Regions from separate parts of the Sus scrofa genome. Here region 2 is linked to region 1. Evidence: chromatin contacts called from public HiChIP or PLAC-seq data. All regions are on one chromosome and are shown on one strand. The core of a region is the stretch at or near the end of the contact, and the rest is flanking DNA. Distances in the headings are between cores, read along the strand shown. Region 1 holds the start of CCNT1 (cyclin-T1). Region 2 holds the start of ARF3 (ADP-ribosylation factor 3).

Region 1 (3,207 bases), core at 339-2,838:
CAGACAAGGGGGGTTATGTCTCTGAGTTAAATCTCCCACTTCAATATAAATTTAAAAAAAAGAGAGGAGGAGTTCCCGTCGTGGCTCAGTGGTTAACGAATCCGACTAGGAACCATGAGGTTGCGGGTTCGGTCCCTGCCCTTGCTCGGTGGGTTAAGGATCCGGCGTTGCCGTGAGCTGTGGTGTAGGTTGCAGACGCGGCTTGGATCCTGCGTTGCTGTGGCTCTGGCGTAGGCCGGTGGCTACAGCTTCGATTCGACCCCTAGCCTGGGAACCTCCATATGCCGCAGGAGCGGCCCAAGAAATAACAACAAAAAGACAAAAGACCAAAAAAAAAAAAAAAAAAAAAAAAAAAGAGAGGAAAATTCCTGTGTTCTTTAAGGGCAGTGTATTTGAAGGCTATCATTATTTTCACATTATTTTGTATTGAAGACCTACCAGGTGCCATATAGTGTTCTGTTCAGGATGACATTTACCATCACACAGCTAGTAGTTCTCTTGTGGCGCAGGGGGTTAAGGATCTGGCCTTGTCACTGAAGCAGCTTGGCCTGGGAACTTCCATATGCCTCAGGTGCCGCCAAAACGCTCGCACGCACGTGCGGGCGCAGAGAATCACACAATTAGTTAAAAGAATAACTGGGAATTTTTAGGACATTACACTAAGAGAAATAATACAGTCACAGAAAGACAAATACTGTATGATTCCGCATATATTAAATGTCTATAAAGTAGTCAAACTCCAAGAAATAAAAAGTAGAATGGGAGAATGGGAGGTGTCAGGCTGGGGGAAATGGGGAGTTGTTCAATGGGTATAGAGTTTCAGTTTTGCAAAAAAAATAAAAAGCTGTAGATACCTGTTGCATAACACTGTGAATATAGTTGACACTACTGAACTGTACTGAACTGTACACGCGAAAATGGTTAAGATAGTTTAAAAAAAAAGAATAGTGGGGATTTGAAACAAGGCATGGTCAAAAATTCATGTTTGGCAATTATGTTATCCCTGCTACCTACTTTCAAATCATTTTAAGTCAAAGAATATTTCTTTTCTCTGATTTACACAGGTGCCCCTCTTCTGTACTGGAGGGTAGCAAGCCATTGGCTAGCAGTTGCATTGCGTGAAGCCTGATAGTTTCTAGGTCTTTTTCTCAGAAGACTGGTACACAGTCACGACAGCATCAAAATGGAGTCATCAATCTAAGAAATTTAGTGGAGAACCAAACACAGGTCAGAAAAATAGGTGAGGGGAATCTGGGAGAAATAATTTTGGCTATTAAGAAGACAACATAGGAGGAGTTCCCATCGTGGCTCAGTGGTTAACGAATCTGACTAGGAACCATGAGATTTTGGGTTTGGTCCCTGGTCTTGCTCAGTGGGTTAAGGATCTGGCATTGCTGTGAGCTGTGGTGTAGACTGCAGAGGTGGCTCGGATCCCGTGTTGCTGTGGCTCTGGTGAAGGCTGGCAGCTACAGCTCCGATTAGACCCCTAGCCTGGGAACCTCCATCTGCCGCGGGAGCAGCCCCAGAAAAGGCAAAAAGACAAAAAATGAAATAAAAGATGACATAACTAAAAAAGTGCTTATTCAATTAAAAAAAAAGCATGCAACGGAACAAGTTTGAAATCATAATTTTTGAAAATATTGTAACTTCAAGTATTTTTTTCCTCAATTTTTCCAGAATAAAATGGAGCAAATGCTAATTGTAGGCAGTGTATGGCAGAGGAGGGCCTAGAATGGAAGAAAATACTTCTGAGAATGAATTAGAATCAAATTGAGTGGGAGCAGCCTTGTCTAGAAATGACAGAACTCAAAATATTTATTATAAAAGACAAAAGATTTTAATATTACCCAAATTTAATCAAGGTGAGTGTTCCCGAAAAGCAGGAGTACACTCGGCTAGAATGGAGAGAACAATGGAATTAGACTTGATTTTAAAATCTACACTTATAAATGGTGTAGTGTAGGACAAACCACTTAATCTCTCCAAGCTTCAGAGAGATTTATTTTTTATTTTTTATTTTTTTATTGTTAGTTGTTTTGAGCATTTGTTTGACAAACATTTATTGACCACTGGGGCCAGAACTGTACTAGGGAGGTGATAGATGGATACAAAAATGAAAATGGGTTGTTGTTTTTTTTAAAAGGCTGGTATGGTCCTTGCCCTCAGTTTCAATATGCTATAATAAATATTATAAAATCTACTGAATTTTTTTATGTGCCAGGTACTGCTCCAGGTACTTTTAACTCAAATCTTCATTTAATCCTTTTCAGAATCTAAAACGTATATACAGTTGCCATTTACATTTATACAAGGGGCACAGACAAGTATCTTGTCTACGAAGGAACAACCCTCAAGCGTTGGAGCCGGATACATCTTGATAGAGGGCAGAAATTTACAAATTTGTGCATGCGCAGAGTGGTAGTGGAAGCTTTCCAGAAGGAAGGAGCAGTTTAAATTCACCCGATCGCAAAACATAGATTAAAATATTTGGCGCTGTGCCGGTTAAACTAAACAGTATATTTGAGTCATTCACTACTGTGGTTAGTACTAAATTATTACTACTAATTCCATCTTATTCCCTTAAATTGGCTCACCGCGTCGAAGCTTTAGGAGTTTCAAGGCATTAGTTACATATTGTAAAGCGGCTTCTCCAATGGGTAATTTACATTGTTATCAACAATGCAATAGCTTTCCCGTTGCTTTATGGTACGATAGACGATAGGGCTACTCTCTGATTATTTTTTTCAGCTTTTGACAGTCTCACTTATTTCATCTGTCAAGTTGCGGATGTGCCCCATCTTAAGCGGTCACCTTCGCCACGAGCGAAGTTCACCGCGGAACCGCCGAGCGGCGCGTGGGCGGGCACCTCACCCAGCCAAAGCCGTTGCCCCGCCCCCTCGCTCAGGGCGCGAAGGCTCAACCCAGTTCTCGCGGGAGGAGACGTGTTTTTTTTTTTTTTTGAACGAGAACTCCTAACCCCACCTCGTGCCTCAAGGGTCACGTGATTGGCGCCTGCGTCCTAGGCCCAAGGTTTTTCCGGTCTCCTGCTGGCTGTTAACTCGGCTACAGGCCGACTCGAGGCGCTTTCCGGAAGTGGATCCTTTAACTAGCACCCACCCACCCGACGGAAGCGTGTCACAACCTAGCCGTCCGCCCTAGCGGAAGTTCGTCACGTCGCAGTAGCCCCCGCACAGCGGATGTGTGTCG
Region 2 (3,207 bases), core at 397-2,896, 170 kb before region 1:
AGAAGACAGGGAATGAATGACTCGGTGATTCTCTGTTTTGGGGGTGGTGGGTGGGGTGGGCAGATAGGCATTTTGGACTTTTGTGGTGTTCTAGCTGCTCCCTTCATTTTGCTCATCATGTACCAGGCAGAAATGTCTAACCCGAGTGAGCTGCCAGTGAGGTTAGTAGAGACCTTGAGAGTTAGTTCAGTTATTCTGCTACTATGTGCCAGGCACCAGTCAAGTACCAGGAATACAGCAAGGAACAAAATAGATAAGGGGCTGACATTCTAGTGGGAGGAGAAAAACAGTACAGCAAGGAACAAATCTGCAACGTGTGCAATGGTGATAAATGCTGTGCAGAAAAGTGAAATGGGATAAATGGGGTAGAGAGTGGTGTGTGTGTGTGTTATAGGTGGTTATGGAAGGCCTCTTTGATACAATGACAGTTGAACAGACTCCTGAAGGAAGTGAGGGGGTGCTTGAGCAAGGTTGTTTGGGAGAGGAGCATTTCAGGCAGAGGGAATAGCAAAGACAGAAGCTTTGAGGCAGCAAAGCATTGAGGAATTGGAGTGGAGAAAGCCGAGGGGAGAGTGGTAGGATATTTCTGATGACAGAAATAGGAATGCCAATCATGCAGGACTTTGTAGGCCATGGTAGGACTTTGGATTTTACTAAGGGAGATAGGAAGCCAAAAGAGGGTTTTGAACAGAGGAGCCACATGACCTGATTTGGGCTTTCACATTAGTCTGGCTGCTCTGCGGAGACTAGACTGAAGGGGTTAGAGGAGAAGCAGGGAGTGAGAGGACTGCCTCAGCACAAGTGACCCTGTGGAGCTGCTGTCCTGGGATGGGCCACGGCGAGCCTCGGACCTACCTGGGTGAGGAATGAGGGGTAGCCTCACCCCCTGCCGCCTCCCAGCTCTCAGTGCGGTGTTGTATGAACAGGGCATGATTTTAGAGGCTGGCATTTCAAAGAGTGGAAAGCCTCAGCCTCTTTTAAGAGCGTTGCTTTCTTAGTTTCTCCTCATGAATTTTGATGTGTAGAAGGAAAGTGTGGAAGTATAGGAAGGGAAGAAGCAGTCTCTTGATTAGAGCAGAGAGCGTAAACCTTGGGAACCTGGCAAGCCTGGACCTTGTTGGGAGTCACAAAGAGCCACTCCTCATTCCACTCCCTCCTCTCCCACCCTTTCCAGAAGTCTCAGGGTAAGGTGGGGGGAGGGAGCGGCAGTAATGATCTCTCGACGCCTTGGGGTATAGTGTGGATGTCGAGACCGAAGGGACTTTAGAAATCGTCTTGTTCCACCCCCTCCGCTTACAGGTGCAGATAAGGACAGGCGAAGTAGCTCCTCAAAGTCACTGGCAGAAGCAGAGGTCCTTAGCGTGCACTGCTTTGTCTCTGCTCCCAAAGGCTCAGGATGTGTCTGAGTGGGCCTTGCTCTTCACAGTACCCTTAGTACCGTCAGGCTCTCAGTTTGTCATGGGTGAACTCCAGCCATGACTTTGGCAACTCTCATTCATACAAAAGCCTGACAAGCAGATGGTGCTAATGAGTTGACATTTTTTTTGCCTAGAATCAAGCCCTCCATACCAGGGACCAGACCAAAACCAGACCGCCGCTGCCCCTCCTTGCACCCGCCTGTCCTCAGAAAGCAGCTGCTGTGATCATGGGTAATATCTTTGGAAACCTCCTCAAGAGCCTGATTGGGAAGAAGGAGATGCGCATCCTGATGGTGGGTCTGGATGCCGCGGGGAAGACCACCATCCTGTACAAGCTGAAACTGGGCGAGATCGTCACCACCATCCCCACCATTGGTAAGGGCATGGCTCGGATGTAGGCTTTCAGGCCAACAGCTGAGCCAGAGCGGGGGCCTATTCCTAGATCCCCCCACCTGGCCACCAGGCAGGGCCCTGCAATTTGTGGGGTTCGGGGAGGGTGGTTATTTAGCTCACCAGCAGGTGCTGGGGCTGCCGTTTGCCCACCTACCCTGGCCCTCCCTGATGCAGGAACTTCCGCAGCCTGGCACCCAACAGTGGCCCTCAGGCTCTGAGCTGGTTTGTTCTCTGTTTTTTGAAAAGCAGGTGAAGGGCTTTGATGTTCCTGCCAGAGGCCTGGAATTGTTTCAGTTTAGATCCCTGGTGGCCCTGATCCCAGTTAAGACCTGCCTGTGGGAGGGAGAATATTTGCCCTGTGGAGGGGGCTCCAGATCATCATCATCAGCTGGTTCTGCGTTGGGGGCTCTAGGACTGTGGCTCACTTCCTGTTCTTCACTCTGTCTCCCAGGCCCCACGTCTCAGCTGAGGCAGATTCTGGTGGCCAAGGTACAGGAGTGGGGCTGAGTCATTTCTTTGCAGGAGGGAGAGTCAGAGACTGAGAGAACGAGGCGGGAAGGTTGTCTCACGTTGCCCAGGTGATGAGAACTTCCTTCCTGGCCTGACCCTCTTTGTCATCTTCCACTTCTCTCAGGTTTTCTTTTGGACCTTTACATGCCTAAGCCAAGGCACACCAGGCCTGAGGCAGCCTTAGCTTTCTCTCCCTTGCAGGGCCCCGGCCGTGGCTGGGGAAACAGGAACAAACCCCCCAGGGCGTTGTTTGCAGGCCTGCGGTTTCAGGCTAAGTGACCATTGTCTGCTTTTTCCAAAGGGTTCAACGTGGAGACGGTGGAGTACAAGAACATTAGCTTCACAGTTTGGGATGTGGGTGGCCAGGACAAGATTCGGCCTCTCTGGAGACATTACTTCCAGAACACTCAAGGTAGGGCATGTGAATTTCCCGTGGACTGGCATGGGCTGTTGGGTGTGAGCGAAGATTGTGGCTGTTGTTTGTTTTTGGTTATCAGCAGCTGACTCTTACCCTGCTGCAGCTCCTAAGCGTGGGAGAAAAGGGAGCAAATATTTGGAGGCTGTGAGGAGGGTGTTGTCTTTTGCTGGTGGGGGAGGGGAGTTGATCTTTCGTCTCTGTGCAGCCCATGCTCTGCCTCCCCAGGGTTGATATTTGTGGTCGACAGCAATGATCGGGAGCGAGTAAATGAGGCCCGGGAGGAGCTGATGAGGATGCTGGCAGAGGATGAGCTGCGGGATGCTGTGCTCCTTGTCTTTGCGAACAAACAGGTGAGACATCTCCCTACCCCTGGGTTTGAGAGAGGGCAGCCTGGCCGGGGAAAGCATAGGGTCTTACTGTGTGGAAAGCCCTGTGACTGTGCTCTCAGTTTTGAAAGTGCAGGAAACA

The links. HiChIP or PLAC-seq counts read pairs in DNA pulled down with a chosen protein or histone mark.
Region 2: an H3K27ac HiChIP or PLAC-seq map of alveolar macrophages shows a contact between it and region 1. The contact joins the promoter of ARF3 here to the promoter of CCNT1 in region 1. A contact is called at or near these places in 1 of 47 Hi-C or Micro-C datasets (skeletal muscle) and 1 of 2 datasets of contacts at active chromatin or transcription factors (alveolar macrophages).

What each region holds. Positions count from the first base shown.
Region 1 is chr5:14,806,805-14,810,011 of Sscrofa11.1, reverse strand. It overlaps CCNT1 (cyclin-T1), which reads left to right and starts at 1,588. Exons shown (of 10, transcript XM_003481561.4): 1 at 1,588-3,207.
Region 2 is chr5:14,976,792-14,979,998 of Sscrofa11.1, reverse strand. It overlaps ARF3 (ADP-ribosylation factor 3), which reads left to right and starts at 1,646. Exons shown (of 4, transcript NM_001160426.1): 1 at 1,646-1,793; 2 at 2,623-2,733; 3 at 2,965-3,089. The coding sequence starts at 1,646.